3 separate regions of the Mus musculus genome follow, and all the other regions are linked to region 2. Evidence: chromatin contacts called from public Micro-C and capture Hi-C data. All regions are on one chromosome and are shown on one strand. The core of a region is the stretch at or near the end of the contact, and the rest is flanking DNA. Distances in the headings are between cores, read along the strand shown.

Evidence for each region. Hi-C and Micro-C count contacts between places; a contact is called where the count stands out from the background. Capture Hi-C pulls out chosen DNA fragments and counts their contacts.
Region 1: a Micro-C map of embryonic stem cells shows a contact between it and region 2, with 5 times the contacts expected there. The contact joins the promoter of Kcnk10 here to the promoter of Flrt2 in region 2. A contact is called at or near these places in 1 of 39 promoter capture datasets (hippocampal neurons), 1 of 484 Hi-C or Micro-C datasets (embryonic stem cells) and 2 of 115 datasets of contacts at active chromatin or transcription factors (astrocytes and embryonic stem cells).
Region 3: a capture Hi-C map of embryonic stem cells shows a contact between it and region 2, with 5 times the contacts expected there. The contact joins the promoter of Galc here to the promoter of Flrt2 in region 2. A contact is called at or near these places in 4 of 39 promoter capture datasets (the 3T3-L1 cell line, cranial neural crest, hippocampal neurons and 1 more), 1 of 115 datasets of contacts at active chromatin or transcription factors (astrocytes) and 1 of 9 other capture datasets (embryonic stem cells).

Annotation. Positions count from the first base shown.
Region 1 is chr12:98,573,273-98,575,972 of GRCm38.p6, reverse strand. It overlaps Kcnk10 (potassium channel, subfamily K, member 10), which reads left to right and starts at 1,261. Exons shown (of 7, transcript NM_001316665.1): 1 at 1,261-1,816. The coding sequence starts at 1,765.
Region 2 is chr12:95,690,794-95,693,628 of GRCm38.p6, reverse strand. It overlaps Flrt2 (fibronectin leucine rich transmembrane protein 2), which reads right to left and starts at 1,403. Exons shown (of 2, transcript NM_201518.4): 1 at 1,014-1,403.
Region 3 is chr12:98,258,066-98,260,765 of GRCm38.p6, reverse strand. Galc (galactosylceramidase) reads left to right here and starts at 1,307. Exons shown (of 17, transcript NM_008079.4): 1 at 1,307-1,631. The coding sequence starts at 1,437.

The sequences.
Region 1 (2,700 bases), core at 12-2,511, 2.9 Mb before region 2:
GTTCGGTATGTAGATGCTGAATGAATAAGAGATTTTACTTACTTATAGGCCAGGGGTCTGAGTTGAACTTCCTATCCAACACCACAGTGAGCTAATCAAACCTTCCTTTAGCAAACATTACACTTCCTTTAGCATATATATTATTAGTTTTGTTGTTGTTAATTATTTTGAGTGTCTGTTATGTGCAAGTCTCTGTTGCTAGGCACCCCAGTGAACTTATAAGCAGAATTCATATGGATACTTGGGTGGCTCTTTCAAGAGCACCGGAGCACTGTTGGCCGTTTCTGGCGTTTTTCTTACCATAAACCCACCTAGGGATTCCAGGATGGGGAGAATGGGGTGGGGCATCTCCCTAACTCTCTGAGAGCACAGCTGAGGGCTGAAGTCTTCCTGCACCCACCATTGGCTGATTTTCAAGGGCTCCCGGGCCACCTCCTTAGCTTCTCCAAGTAGAGTCGCCAAACCTTAGCAACTCCTCTTTCCTCCTGGGCCTCAAAGTCTCTCCCCAGCCCATCTCCCCAGCCTCCAAGCAGGAGCCCCAGTCCAGCTACAGGTAGCTGGGGAAGAGACCAAGCTGTGCCTGGGGAACTAGGCGCGCGATGAGATCGCAGCCAGCGCCAAGCGGTCCCAGAACAAAAGGCTCATGGCTGGTGTTAGCTTCCTTCACTCAGGAGCGCCGTGGGGACCTGGGTTCGGGACTCAGGCGAGAGGACCACGCTGGGGAGCAAGGAGTGGAGTACCAAAAATGAAGTGACAAGAGAGAAAGAGCAGGCACCCGGGGTGGGAGCGGTGAAAGGAGGTCACCCCCCCCAGGCCGAGGTCTGCGGTGGGGCCGCGGCAGGCAGGCCCTTTCCTCCGCCTCCTGCAGAGCCTTCCAGGCAGCCAAGCGTGTCTCCGGCTGCAACTCCACCGAGCACGCTGCGGCCGCGTCAGTAAGTAGCAGCCGCGCCCTCTGCTCGCTGTCTCCGCGCAGCCCGGGGAAGGACAGGTCCGCCACCGCCCAGCGACGAGCCCGGGTGTCCGGGGTCCACGCGCGCCCGGCGTTCTCCCGCAGTGGCGCGGCACCTGCAGCGCGCCACGGGGAGGGTCGCCTTAGCCGCGAGCTCCCCGGGGCGCCGCGCCATCCTTCTGTCCAATGGCTTTCAGCGGGTGGAGAGTGGGGGGCGTCGCCCGGGGGCGAGGAGCCGCGGCTGGGGAGGGGCGAGTGCTCTGTGCTCAGACGAGCGAGGCTGACGTGTCCGCCCGAGCGCGCGGCCCGGTGTGCGCGCGCCTGTGTGTGTGTGTGTGCGTGTATGTATGGATGTGTGTGTATGTGTGTGTGCGTGTGTGTGGATGCGAGAGAGGGGGTACGAACACGCCTTTGGGGACCCGAGGGACGCTGCGGTGGGCTTCACTCCGGCCTCCGCCCGGCGGCTGCTCAGCCTCGCATCTGCCTACCGCGCTTTTGCAGAAGCAGCCCGGCTCTTTGATCCTCTCGGAACCACCCTCAGCATCCGATCTTACTTTTTCTTTCACCCACAAGGGCAGCAGCTGGCCACCCCCTTAACCGGTGCAAACACCCAACCAAGCCAGTGCTCGGTGCTTTCCTCTGCTAGTATTTTCCCCGCTTGTCTTTCTCTGGGGCTCCCCACGAGCCACTTCAGTGCTCCTCCATCCTCACAAATTGTTCCGTTGGTCTGTTTAACCGACGAGTTGTAAATCTTGAAGACTTTATTATTATTATTTTGATTCTTTTCATTTCATCCCCCTGTGGGCAACGGAGCAATGAAATTTCCAATCGAGACGCCAAGAAAGCAGGTGAACTGGGATCCTAAAGGTTGGTATTGCCTACTTCGGGCTACCCTGGCTCTCTTCCACCTGCTGGTGCCTCACTGGCAGGCGTGGATGGGCTTGCTCCCGGCAGGCAGCATGCGTCCTGAGGCTGGGAAATGCGCCTGACAACTGCAGCGTGGGTGGGAGGAGGGCGGAGGCAGCGTGGGTTCGGAACCCAGATCGCGCCTGTCAAGATCACATAGTCGTTGTCCCTCTAGGATGGTTTCACCGTCTATTTAAAGACACACCAAGCTGCTGTTTGTTTTGAAATTATACCAAGTGTTGGTATTTGCTTTTGACTTTGTGAATGTGCATGTACGTGTGCCTGTGTGTGTGTGTCCTTTGTTTCTAGTGATCTTTGTCTCTCTCTGGCAGATGGGTGGGGTGACTCTCACTGGACCTGGAGCTGAGCCTCATGGCCCGCGTGTCCTCAGAGGGACAGGTTTCTTGGCAGCATGTGAGGCTACGATCTGCCCCAGCTGTCCCTGGGGTAGCACTTCTCTCATAGGGCATGAAGCATAATGGAGCCCAAGGGGCTTCCAGAGTCTTTGCTCTGTCTTATTACTAATCCTGCCGACTAGGCTCCTTTGGCTCAGGTTGTAGAAAGGCTGTGGGGAGTGGTTTTTCTCCACAAGGGTGGGTCTGGGAAGGGCTCACGGAGTAACCTACAGCGTGCCCACGCACACAATGGTTTGGTATGCTTTTAGGAGTGTGGGTTCACTTTCCCTTCCTGTAAAGAGTATTAAGGCAGGTTGTGTGGGTGCACCATACTCCTGGTCTTGGCCACTGCCCCACATGTTAATGTATAGATATTGTGGCTCTTTGTAAATAGTATTGGAGCGGGACAAGTTGAAACAGTGTGTCCAGTCACCTCTTAGCTCATATACA
Region 2 (2,835 bases), core at 154-2,653:
GGCGCCTGGCAGGCCACATGATTTATCCAAATAGCAAGTGTGGGACCAGCCCTTCCAAGACAGACTTAGCTAGCTGGGCTTCTTAATCATGGAAGAGATTACAAGAAAAAGTGACCACACTAGCTCTCAAAACTCCAGTAAGAGCCCTGGGCTGTTCAGCTCAGAGGAGGGCTTTTTCCAGGAGGCCAGAGTCTAGTGGAGGCTCTAGGGCAGCTGGATAGGTCCGTCCCCCTTACTACTCTGGGTATCTGCATTCAGCGCCTGAGGGCATAGAAGGACCTATCTCCGCAGCCCAGGCACTGGACGCAGGGAAAGTGGACTCCCCAGTATCGGGATCTCCTGGGGACTTTTCCATCCCTGACCAGTAAGGAAAGCACAATTACACCAGCTATGGAACTACCAGTTCTGGTGCAACAGCAGGGCAGGAAAGGTCCTTGGCTTGTAAAAATCACGAGCGATTGGAAAGAAAACGAACTAGCATCCCCAATTTAGTGGGGAATTGATCCCGGATTTCGGGCATAGGGCAGGTAGGGGCTTGAGATACTGAGGCTTGATAATAACACTTCTTGCATTCAACCCAGATGGGTATGGAGGGTTGTTACTTACCGGACTTAAGAGAAGCATTCTAAGGAAATGAAAGGCTGTTCTAAGCTTAGGGGATTTGGAAAACTCCATTTAGGATCGATGCTTTTGGCAGGTAGCAAATGAGCGATTTTACCCACAACTCGGTTACAAAACTCCCTAGAGGACTTGGAATCGACTTGAATGTAGAAGGCGCAGCCCCCCCCCCCCCCACACACACACACACATACACACCGGGTCCCCAAGTAGTCGGGGTAGATAGAAAAAGAATCCCATTTTCTTTGCGGATAAAAAGACAAAACATAGAACACCCACCTAGTGACCACCCACCACTTGTTCAAAAGGGAGTGGGGGTCCAAATAATGTGGTGGCCATGTAAAGAAAGCTAGGGCAGTCACTAGAAATTTCACCTGGCACAGCAATCCTTTTACCTGGCAGCCTTGTCTCCTTAGCTCATCCGAATCCAACCGGGTCCGGGAGGTGGAAAGGGAAGAAGCTAGAGCGGCAGTAGAGGGACTCCCCGGGCATGGTATTGTTTTAGGGGTCGCCGCCGAGGTCCCTCCTGCCCATCGTTGAGAACTGCCAGTCTGGTCCTGAGGTTCAGTGGACGCGGTGACCGGTTCTGCGCTGCTGCCTCCACGTTCTGGAAACTTGGGACAGAGGACCAGATAAGAGCGCACCTGGAAGCAGAGAGAGAAAGAGCTCTCTGCGTGTTTGAGAAGCACTGCCCTTGGTGTTATCTCCCAGCGCACATTCCTTGGTGGTGACAATGGATGACGCCAAACTCACAAGTGATGGCGACTGCTTTCAAATGTACAACTAACTGCAAGGTACCCGGCAAGACAGAAAGCTTTGCTCACCTCCCACTCCTTTCCCTCCCATCGAGGAGGGAACTGGCTTAACCCTGTGTTCACCCTACACTCCGGATAGAAGCTAGATTGCGCTGAGAAACCACAGACGCTGGCTTTCCGGGCAAAAGCTTTGTTCACGTGCAGTTCCAGTGGGCGTGTGGCTGTCTAGGGGCACTTGGGTGGCAAGGTGCCAGTGGCGCGCTTTCCGAGAGAGACTCGGAGATGGGAAGGAACCTAACGTTTCATCCGGACCAGACCCAGCCCTCACAATCTATTTTTTTTTTAACCTCCAGTTACCGGATTTATTGAAGTTGCCAGCAAAGTTGGCTTTTATTCCTTTACTTCTGTGTCCCCCGCCTCTCATATAATTTCCTTGCCCAGCTGCGCTTTGAAGACTTAGAAATCTCTGATCAAGCTCTAACTCTTAACAGAGTTTCAAGTGCAGTGCGAGAGGAATGGAGAAGGGGACCCACCCACTCCTGCCAAATTTAAATGAAACCGCAAGGAGAGTGGCCTCCCTCCTACCCATCAGAAGCTGGTGTCAACTAAATGACATCAGTTAAATAAGAAAGAGTAAAACACCTGAAGACCGGGTGGAAAAGAGACAAGAACGAAGTTGGTATGTGATTGGGTAAACGAGCCTAAAGAGAAAGGCATGAGTGGAATAAACATAGAGAGGGGGAAAAAAGAATACAAATGCAAAAATTAAAAATAGGGGAGCAGGGCTTGATATATATCAGGTTAGTTTTAAGGGCGATTTGACTAACAATGTCTCCTCAGCTCCCTTGGAACAGGTTAATTATATAATGAACAAATTCCGGCTTGGGTTTAGTGAACAGCTTTGCCTATACATTCAGAACTTCCAGAAAGTTAATTGAATAAGCAGAGAACCCGTCTTGTTGACCCAGAAAAGAAACTCAGGCCTGAGAAAACTGTTCTCTTCTGCTGTAGCTTTCTCTGTCAAATGAGCCCAGACACTGTGATCTGAGCACAAACGTACAACTGTTTTTCTCAGGCTCTATTCTTCAGTAGGAAGCTGTTAGACAGTGGAATAGGCATTGCTGAAAGGGGTTATTTTAAAAGGGAGAGCAAACCGCGCTTTACCACCGAATCGGTGCCTCCTCCGGACCCAATATACCCAACCCGATGTGAATGGCAGAAACTGCAAATGCCCATCTGAGCCCAGCAGTCCTGAGAGGCCTCTGGAGCTGCCTCAGACTTCAGCTTGAAGAATTCCGTTGTAAATCCTTCTGATTTGCCAAGGTGGCAGCAGAGCATAGCAATAGCTCCTTTGGTTCTTGAATCAGCAAAGCTCACAATTTAGGACATATGCATTTCCACCGTTCTTTAAATATCCATTCTTCTGTGCAGTTATGCATATGTGTCCCCAGAACCTATCATC
Region 3 (2,700 bases), core at 58-2,557, 2.6 Mb before region 2:
GGTCCTAAGAATTAAACTGCTGTGACAGACTAGATGGATGAAGCACATAAATTTAAGTTACAGGGCACAGGGGCATACCCTAAGAAATTGAAGACTCCCCCCCCCAAACAAACAAACAAACAAACAGTTAATGATAAACATGCTGAATCTGATCAGGAGCAATTTAGGTTGTAAAATGTGCCAGGCAGAGAGGCAGAGAGGCAGAGAGGCAGGCAGAGAGACAGAGAGAGAGGCAGAGAGGCAGAGAGGCAGAGAGGCAGGCAGAGAGGCAGAGAGGCAGAGAGGCAGAGGCAGAGAGGCAGAGAGGCAGAGAGGCAGAGGCAGGCAGAACTCTCTGAGTTCAAGGTGAGACTGGTAGATGGAACAAGTTCTAAGAACACAAGCTGCCAGCAGGCACGTCCAACCTTTTCTTATCCTGACACTATGTTGTCCGCTATAGACTTCACACTTGAGGTCTGCACAGTTGACTATTTTAATCATAAAAAGTCACAGAATGTCTTGAGTTAAGTTTATGTACAATTTTGGGGTAGGGTGCTTTCATAGCAATCATCTGCTCCATGTGGTCTCAGGCACAGGTTGGATGCACCTGCCAGGGTATTTAACTGGGTAGAGAAGTGAATAGGAAGGCAAGGGTTACTGTAACAGGAGTTGGCAAACATTACCACTTCCTCTATGTAAGTCAGGGCATCTTTCATAAGTGATTTTCATAGTCATTTTTTATTCAAGAAACAGAATAAAGGTCCGAGTATTCTGAACCTATTGTATTTTTTAGGTCTCGCAATTCAAATTACTATATAGCAACATTTTGGACGAGTAATCATATTAACTCTTTTAAGGCTAAAAGACCTGGATATAGCAGACTACTCAATCGAACAAACTTTGTCAGCTAGCATTTGCTAAGTGTATATAAGTGCACAATTATGACTTCCCGAGTGCCTATTATCTTACTTTTATCTTATCCGGAGTTCCCTGACTTGCTGTTCTGGTCTCACGGTGGTTTAGAAAAATTCAGGGTCCTCAAGCCAAGCGACTCAACCAAGGTGACCGCTTAACTGGGGGCGCTTAAAGCCAGGTCCTCATTGCTGTTTCCTACTGGGAATGCTCGGCTAGAGTAGGACCACTCAAAGCCCTCTTTTGACCGTTGTTGACCATTCACTTCCCGTTTTCTAAGATGATCCATCAGGTGAGGTAGGAAGAGTGGTCACTAAGTAATTACACGCAGAGACCGGTCCCGCCTCTTTGACACAGAAGTGACAAGGCAAAGCTCGCTCAACCAGCCCCCCACCCCGCCCCCCCAGCTCAACACAACAGCGGCTGCGCGGACAGCCCGCAGCCCTCACTTAAGATGGCGAAAGCTTCCTCAGCCGCCCGCTCTTCTTCCTCAGGGAGGCGATCGGGCCCGCCTCCCCGGGCGCCACAGTCGCGTGACCCGCACAATGGCTAACAGCCAACCTAAGGCTTCCCAGCAACGCCAAGCAAAAGTCATGACCGCCGCCGCGGGCTCGGCGAGCCGTGTTGCGGTGCCCTTATTGTTGTGTGCGCTGCTAGTGCCCGGTGGCGCCTACGTGCTAGACGACTCCGACGGGCTGGGCCGGGAGTTCGATGGCATCGGCGCAGTCAGCGGCGGCGGGGTGAGCGCGGGCTGGCGGGAGGCAGGAGTGCGGTGCGGCGCAGGGACCGCAGGGACCGCAGGGACCGCCGGGGCCGCCCCCTCCCACAAGCCCCCGCGGCGTTGCCGGGCGAGCGCACGCCGCTTCCCCGCGCGCCGGGGTGAGATGAACCCGGGCTGGCGGTTAGATTGCAATGGGGAGCCAGGCGTCTCGAGGGGACAGGCGTCTGCTGCAGTCAAGTGGCCCGGGCTCGAGGGAGCCCTCGTTCTGGATCGCCGGCCAGGGCTGTCCTTGCCGCGCTGGAAGGGTCGCCTCCGGAAAAAGCCAGAGAGGGACTGCGAAGCCTCAGCGAGATGCTTTGGGGAGGGGGGGGGGTGGGTTCTCTTCCTTCCCAGGGAGTTAGTTGGTGGAGCCGTGAGTCAGAAGACATAGGCAGGGTTTGGGGACCCTTCTTGAACAGTGATTAGCACCCCGTCCCTCCCTGTAAGACCTCTTGGACTCTTTAGAGTTGTGTAAAGCCTGAAGCGATCTGGGATATTGTTTTAAAAGAGGGCCACCTTCATCCACTAACAGAAACTGTGGCGTGTCTGTGTTGGAACGAGGGAATGCTGGCTCTGTTAGGGCACATAAGAATCATTAGGTGCATTGGTTAAAATTTAAGTTGTCTTCCTCTCCCATTCTGACTTTGTTAATAAACACCAGCTAATTCTCAAAAGATGAGGTCTTGAGAGTGATTTCTTGTTGACTCAAAGATCTCAGGACTGGGAAGTGGGTTTGCTTTTAAATTGAAATCTTAAGAGTAGTTTTAGATCTACCGAAAAGCTAGGAGTGCAGTAAAAAGTTCTATACCCCAGTGTGTGTGTGTGTAATAATGAACTAATCTATTCTCAGTTTATTTAAATTTAAAATAGCCAATATTTCTTATACAACCTTAACGTCTCCTTTTGGTATCTTTGTGATAGTAAATCTAAGTGTAAAGGCTTTTTTAAAAAAATGAGATTTCCAGTTTTGCTTAATTTACTCAACTTTTAATTATTAAAATAATTTCATAACCTGGTGTGATGTAGTAAGCCTTAGTGTGTGTGTGTGT